Linked DNA regions of Sus scrofa: region 1 is linked to region 2. The links are chromatin contacts, called in public HiChIP or PLAC-seq maps. All regions are on one chromosome and are shown on one strand. Each heading gives the region's core, a stretch centred on a gene start, on an enhancer-like site or on the middle of the called end of the contact. The rest is flanking DNA. Distances are from core to core; before and after follow the strand shown. Region 1 holds the start of CTGF (connective tissue growth factor). Region 2 has its middle 110 kb from the start of CTGF.

What was found. HiChIP or PLAC-seq counts read pairs in DNA pulled down with a chosen protein or histone mark.
Region 1: a contact with region 2 is called in an H3K27ac HiChIP or PLAC-seq map of skeletal muscle. The contact joins the promoter of CTGF here to the enhancer-like site in region 2. A contact is called at or near these places in 6 of 47 Hi-C or Micro-C datasets (adipocytes, embryonic fibroblasts, fetal heart ventricle and 2 more) and 1 of 2 datasets of contacts at active chromatin or transcription factors (skeletal muscle).

The regions. Positions count from the first base shown.
Region 1 is chr1:31,672,408-31,675,863 of Sscrofa11.1, forward strand. It overlaps CTGF (connective tissue growth factor), which reads left to right and starts at 1,991. Exons shown (of 5, transcript NM_213833.2): 1 at 1,991-2,272; 2 at 2,398-2,620; 3 at 2,920-3,171; 4 at 3,305-3,456. The coding sequence starts at 2,207.
Region 2 is chr1:31,559,747-31,563,200 of Sscrofa11.1, forward strand. No RefSeq gene overlaps it. Among named protein-coding and RNA genes, the nearest start is that of CTGF, 110 kb to the right of the region's middle. Within about 2 kb of position 1,790, at least 24 of the 83 cell types and tissues checked have an H3K27ac peak or open chromatin away from gene starts, as enhancers often do. A contact at or near this core is called in embryonic fibroblasts, fetal skeletal muscle and skeletal muscle, where this site is marked.

The DNA.
Region 1 (3,456 bases), core at 741-3,240, 110 kb after region 2:
CCCACATATTTTGAACGTTTAAAATCATCCACAGGGGAAGAAAAAGTTGGGGGCCAAGTTGCCTTTAATACACATGTGGCTATTAACATAACTTGGAATGTTCCTTCTTTAAATAGGAACTTTGAAGGCCTCTTCTCTTTGAGGAATGCTTGGAAAGAACATTAAATAACAATGATGAAAATTCTTCCTGAGTTTCAGAGGCCCCCATCGCTGGCCATTCACACTGTTGACATGCAACTACACTGTACAACATGTGGATCATTTAACGGGGTAATTGTGCACAGATGATGTGGTCTGTGCTGAAGCTGGAGTAGGTTTTTTTTTTTTTTTTTTTTTTTTTTTTCTCTTGGCTCCTTTTCAACAGAATGAAATGAAACTTGAAAAAAAAAAATGTAGCCAGTTTAAACAGGCTGTTTTCAGATTCTAAATCTGTAACGATTTGGAAAGCTGGCCTTTGCATCTGAATCAGACAGGTTTATCTTAGACCTCTCTACGGATGTGTCAACAGCTAAAATGAATCTATTCATTGGTAACACTAGTGTCAAACAATATGGCACCACAATCGGAAAAAATGGCATAGCTCTGGAATCATTCTCTTTACCTAAAATGGTAACTGGAGTTATTAACACAAAAGCAACTAAACTATAAATTCTAAAGGAAAGCACTGTCAATTAACTCAGTCTTCAGTGAAGCTAACATATGCTTAGACTTTATTGGCCATATTTGACATATGCACACAAGTGGAGGGAATAAAACTCCTTCTTTCCTTGACCTGATCTCACTCCATTAGGTTACCGGCTTCTTGGGTAATAAGAAGTAACAATCGCTATTCATAGATGTGTGGAGAGTCACTAAAATATATTATTTACAGACACTCTTAGTTTGTAAGCAAATATAATGGGGTTCAGTGTTCTTGTTATATAATCAGATTAATTCACATTTGAAGATTATAGGTTTTGGTATAAGAAAAATCACTTATTTTTCAAAGACCCCCAACTGTGTTTAACACCTCTCCCAAAGAAACCCCAAGCTTCTTGCTGGTCCCCTCCTGTAGAGTTGCCTTGTCTTCCCACCCCATTTTTCATCCCAACATCCAGCACTTCTACCTACTCAACACATAATCATTTGCTCTGACATAACATCAGATGGAATTTTCTGGAAATGTTGAAGCCCACCCATCCCTTTTTCTTCTTGATACCCACAACAATAATACTGTTGTAAGTATTAAGAGAGAACAAAGCAAGAGTGGTAGAAAACTCCCCCAGAAAACTGCATCCATACTTAGACTCCTGGCTGTATTCTCTTTCCTGTCTGTCTGGCCACTGGCCATGGGCATCCAAAGTGTTATTTCAAGTGACAAATGATCAAATTCCTCCATTTCCAATATGAAATTCGGGGATTTGCAGGTATGCTTCTGCTTCTTGAGGCTCTCAAGCAGTTAAAAGCAACCAACTCCTCTTCTGCTCTCTGCAAAATTTCAAAGGCACACAGCCTCTGAAACTAAAATCATTACAAAAACAATAAAAAGGAAATCCTTTCGAATTTTTTAGGAATCCCTGCTGTTAGCCTCTTCTGCTACCTACCTCCTAACCTCCTACAAAGGATTTATGTCAGTGGGTAGAACAGGCACAGCTATTAGAAACAGAAGTAGTGGAATAAAAATAATAATAAGCATGGCTGATGTGTTTTTAAATGATATAAATCAGGAGTGGTGCGAAGAAGGAAGGGAGGAAAATCCTATTTGGTGCTGGAAATACTGAGCTTTTTTTTTTTTTTTTTTTTTTTGGTTAGCTGTAGTGTGCCAGCTTTTTCAGACGGGAGGAATGCTGAGTGTCAAGGGGTCAGGATCAATCCGGTGTGAGTTGATGAGGCAGGAAGGTGGGGAGGAATGCGAGGAATGTCCCTGTTTGTGTAGGACTCCATTCAGCTCATTGGCGAGCCGGGGCCGCCCGGAGCGTATAAAAGCCTCGGGCCGCCCGCCTCAGCCTCACACAACAACTCTTCCCCACTGAGAGGAGGCAGTCAGCCCGACTCCCACCGCCGACGACCCACCGCCTTCAGTCCGACGGCAGCCGCCCCGGCCGACAGCTCCCGAGACAGCCGCCCGGCGCGTTCCAGGCTCCCGCCTCCGGCCCGAACCCGCGCCGCCCGCTCGGCCCGCCACGCCACCCCAGCCCCGCCGCCAGCCGCCCGCAGCGCCCCGACCATGTCCGCCACCGGCCTGAGCCCGGTCCGCTGCGCCTTCGTGCTCCTGCTCGCCCTCTGCAGCCGGGTAAGCGCCGGAGACCCCCGCGGCGCCCGGCGCCGGGGGGAGGGATGCACCGGGCCGGGGGCGGGGAGGGGACCCCGCGGCGCCGAGGGGCGTGCGTCCGGCTGACCCGCCGCCTCCCTCCGCAGCCCGCCTCTGGCCAGGACTGCAGCGGCCAGTGCCAGTGCGCGGCCGGGAAGGCGCCGCGCTGCCCCGCCGGCGTCAGCCTCGTGCTGGACGGCTGCGGCTGCTGCCGAGTGTGCGCCAAGCAGCTGGGTGAGCTGTGCACCGAGCGCGACCCCTGCGACCCGCACAAGGGCCTCTTCTGCGACTTCGGCTCGCCGGCCAACCGCAAGATCGGAGTGTGCACAGGTAAGACCTGCAGCCCCGGTCCCCACCCCGTCTCCCCCAGACCCCTCGCCCCGCGCCGCCACCGCCGGAGCGCCCGGGCGGGGGCACCCGATGACGCGCCACCACCCCGAGTCACCCTCACGCTCACCTTCCCGCCAGATAATAAAGCTGCTCGAATTGAGTCCCTCCTTCTGGCTGTTAGCAGCCCGGCCCCGGAGCCCTGCTCCCAGCCCGCAACCCCGACGCGCGCTTCCTTGTGAGAGGCTCGGGAACCAATGCTTGACCCTGCATCCCCCCCATTTCCCCTTCCTGTCCTTCAGCCAAAGATGGTGCCCCCTGCGTCTTTGGAGGAACGGTGTACCGGAGCGGAGAGTCCTTCCAGAGCAGCTGCAAATACCAGTGCACTTGCCTGGACGGGGCCGTGGGCTGCGTGCCCCTGTGCAGCATGGACGTCCGCCTGCCCAGCCCCGACTGCCCCTTCCCACGGAGGGTCAAGCTGCCCGGGAAATGCTGCGAGGAGTGGGTGTGTGACGAGCCCAAGGACCACACCGTGGTCGGCCCTGCCCTGGCCGGTGAGCTGAGCCTTTCTCTAAGTCAGCCTTGTGATTCTCCCACAGGGGGGGCCGAGCCCTGACTTTGCCCAGGGCTGGGGAAAAGGTCGTATTCTGACGTCTCACCTCGCGTTTGTGTGCTCTGCTCTCACAGCTTACCGACTGGAAGACACGTTTGGCCCAGACCCAACTATGATGCGAGCCAACTGCCTGGTCCAGACCACAGAGTGGAGTGCCTGTTCCAAGACCTGTGGGATGGGCATCTCCACCCGGGTTACCAATGACAACGCTTTCTGCAGACTGGAG
Region 2 (3,454 bases), core at 540-3,039:
GAGAAGATGATGTAAAATCATCAATGCACATACTCAGGTCAGTGCCACTATTATAATTTCCTGATATATTATCCCTTTATATATTTTAATGTTACCAATTAAAATAATTGCTCAAGTTAATGTTTAAAGTTTATAATGATAGTTTTAATTTATAGGTATATTACTTCACTTGATCCACTCAAGAATCTGCTAAGATAAAACCCGGAATACCAAAAAGGTTGATCTAGATTTTCTTTTCTCCTTCATTCTTAAGATGCTTGCTCCATTAAGGTATTGAAAAGGAAAGCTTAGGAAAGACTTTCAGAGTTAAGTCTCAAATTCATAACATGACCTGATCTAAATTCAACAACTGCTTTCTAGTGTAAATCTGATGGCTTAGCAGTGTTGAGTTAGAAGAAAAGTTTCTCTCTGTTGTTACCCCAACATGAATAGGAGATGATACCAGTCACAAGCACATCCTGCAGATGGATGCGCTTCTGGGATGCTGAGATTCTCACAGACATCAGTCTGTGTCTACAAGAGAGCACAACATATCAATTTAAATAAACCCTCTTATAAAGAACTACATTTCTCATATGCAATTTTGCTAAGAAATTAAGTTTAGCTAGGAAGACAGGTTTAAAAGAATGGGTTATCTTAAACTGACCAATTCTCAGAATACTAAATGCTTACATAAAATCAAAGAGAATAGCTCAATGCTTCATAAACAAAAGCTAAAAATATACCGAGAAGACTGTCTCCTCTGATCAGTCATCTTCCCTAACTACCTAAACCTGTACCTTTGTCTATCTTTCAGAGTACCAGCACCAGCACCCCTTTAGTCTGAATGGCTAACTTTTCCTAAAAATAGCCAACAGCTTTATTCTCCCTGGGAGTAACCAAGCCAGATGAACCTTCATATTTGTAATATCCAGATGCTATGGCCTATTTCTGGCTGCTCCATAGCCCAGAGGCCACTGAGTCAATAAGTCTAGGGTTTCCAAAGGACTACATTGCTCCAATACCTTGCAGACATACTTCCCATTTGTAATTTTTGCCTTTGATTTGCATTTCCCAATAAAGGGCACTCTTGGACTGGGAAACAGGAAACCACGAGAAATGATTCCAGTTCTATTATAAATGGCTAGGTTATCAGGTTATATTTTAATTTTTACATCTTGTTTTCTTCAGCTAAAGAAGAGCTTGGACTAAGGGCTTTTAGTGTCCTTCGAAGACACAAACATTCTATGATTCTGAGTGGTTTACCACTAGTTATCAAATAATTTACAGTGTCTTCTTGTGCTTGTTTGTTTAGTTGCTGTTTTGTTTGTTTCTTTTCATTTTGCTTCTGTGCTTTTCTTTCATCCTGAGGAACCCAGTGTTAGGTAGAAAACTATCCCATGTCTTTAAACAAGCAGGGCAGTCTGTGTCCACTAAGGATTCAGACCTGGTTGTCCTTGAATAATGTTTTCTAAAGTCAGAGTGAAAGCTGCAATATAATTGGCTGAGAGATATTGCCTGGGAAAACTCAGAGTCCTCTCACAGACTTTTACATTATCCTCTGGAGTACCTCAAGTTCTATTTATTCTCCAAGCACTGAAATAACCCCGGCATATTTCAGTAACAGCTCAAGAAAGAGCATCTTTTTGACTTCACCATTTATGGTTTCAATCCAACTGTTTCCATTTTCAAATCGCATGCTGTTCCTGAGCTGGGTTCTCACAAACGTGACATACAGCCACGTCTCCCCCAAAAGGGCAACGGATGCCTGCTGGGAAAAGGCACGTCAAAATTCCAACCAATCACTTGGAGCTTTTATTCTTAACCCAGCCCAAATAGTTTAATAGCTCTTCTGGCCTGTTATAAATAGGTCCTGGTGCCTATCACTCCAGCTCACTGGGAAAGAATGCAAACAGTCCCAGGAATGAAATACTCAGGAAGGTTGCTCTGCTTGGTAAGAGCTATTTTATTCTAAATGACAAAATTTCCTCCAGACACATAGAAAGTCTTACGTTTTCAGTCTGTGAGTTTCTCATCCTAAGGAATGATGTGATGTTTCATATGAGAAAAGAAAAAGAAAGAAAGAGAGAGAGAGAAAGGAAGTTACATCAATGGTAAAAATGTGCTGAGCAAAACCTTTCTCTCTTAGTTGGCCTTTAAAGGAATGCTCATTATTTTGACCAAATCTGTGTGGTCATGCTGCATTCCCCAGGAATAAATATAGTTCATGTAAACGCCTGTTCAGAAGGACAACTAGAAAGTAACGGCATGAAGTGACAAGAAACACACTGAAGAAGACACCAAGTTGAGGCCATTGATTGAATCAATAAAAAAAAATTCAGGAAAAAAATTTCAGTAAATGGACTTGTACTTTTTCTCACAGTGAATGTGAGAAACATTCTATATTGTTATATAAATAGTTTTTTTTTTCCCTTAGAATAGAAACCATCAATGTCGCATGCAAGAAACAAATACGTGAAGATAGATACAATTCCAAAATTTTCCACTTCAACTATCAGTAAACTGTCATGTTTGTAATGGGGATTTTGAGTTTTTGATTTCTGAACTTGGAAATTTTTCTCATTCCTGCTACAAGATAAGAAGAAAGCGCATGATAAAAATGTATGTCTTTTGATTGTGACAAAAGACAATCCAAAAGGGTTTCTGTGTCTTTGAAACCTAGATAATGTACCTTTTGCCAAGATCACCACACCTCAAATTCAAATGACATTGATTTCTAGCTTTTTACAGCTGCAGTTCTTTTCTTGATCTAAATCCCTTGATGTGCAACCAGGAAGTTAGATGCTGTATGCTTTTCTGAATACAGTTTTAATAATCCTGGATTTTTTGAGGATTCTTAGAATAAACTTTGTTCATAACATACGGTATATAGAAATATTTGGACACACAATAATGATGTTATATGATGTTCACTTTTGCATAATATGTTACAGAGTTTTAATTCTAGTCTGGTTCATATTTATAGGGGAAATCATAATTCCATTGATGCCAAAATATAACTTGTATCTATAATGTTGTTAGAATATTTAAACAAGGAGACCACAGACCGCGGTGTCTCAGTAGCCTACACAAATGAGCTGGAACCTAAGCCAAAGTTGAGGCACTGGAATCCAAGAAAATGAAACTTAAGTACAACCAATCACAGCCAACAAGGCTTTCCCAAACAAGGCAATGGCTTAAGCAATCACCAATCCAATCATTTCTTAGCTATGGTTCAGCCTCTTCTCTACAAAAACCTTGTCCCTTGCTCCTTTTGGTGGGGCTCCCTTAACCACTTTTGGTTTGGTGCTGCCTGTGTTGAATTAATATATACTCAGACAAACTCCTGAAAAATTGTAATGTTTACCTGTTAACCAAGTCTAATCAACGACAATTTTCTTGCAATTAAAACTAGGAAAGTGGAGGTCCCCTCATGGCTCAGGGTTAACGAACCCTACTAGTATCTATGAGGATG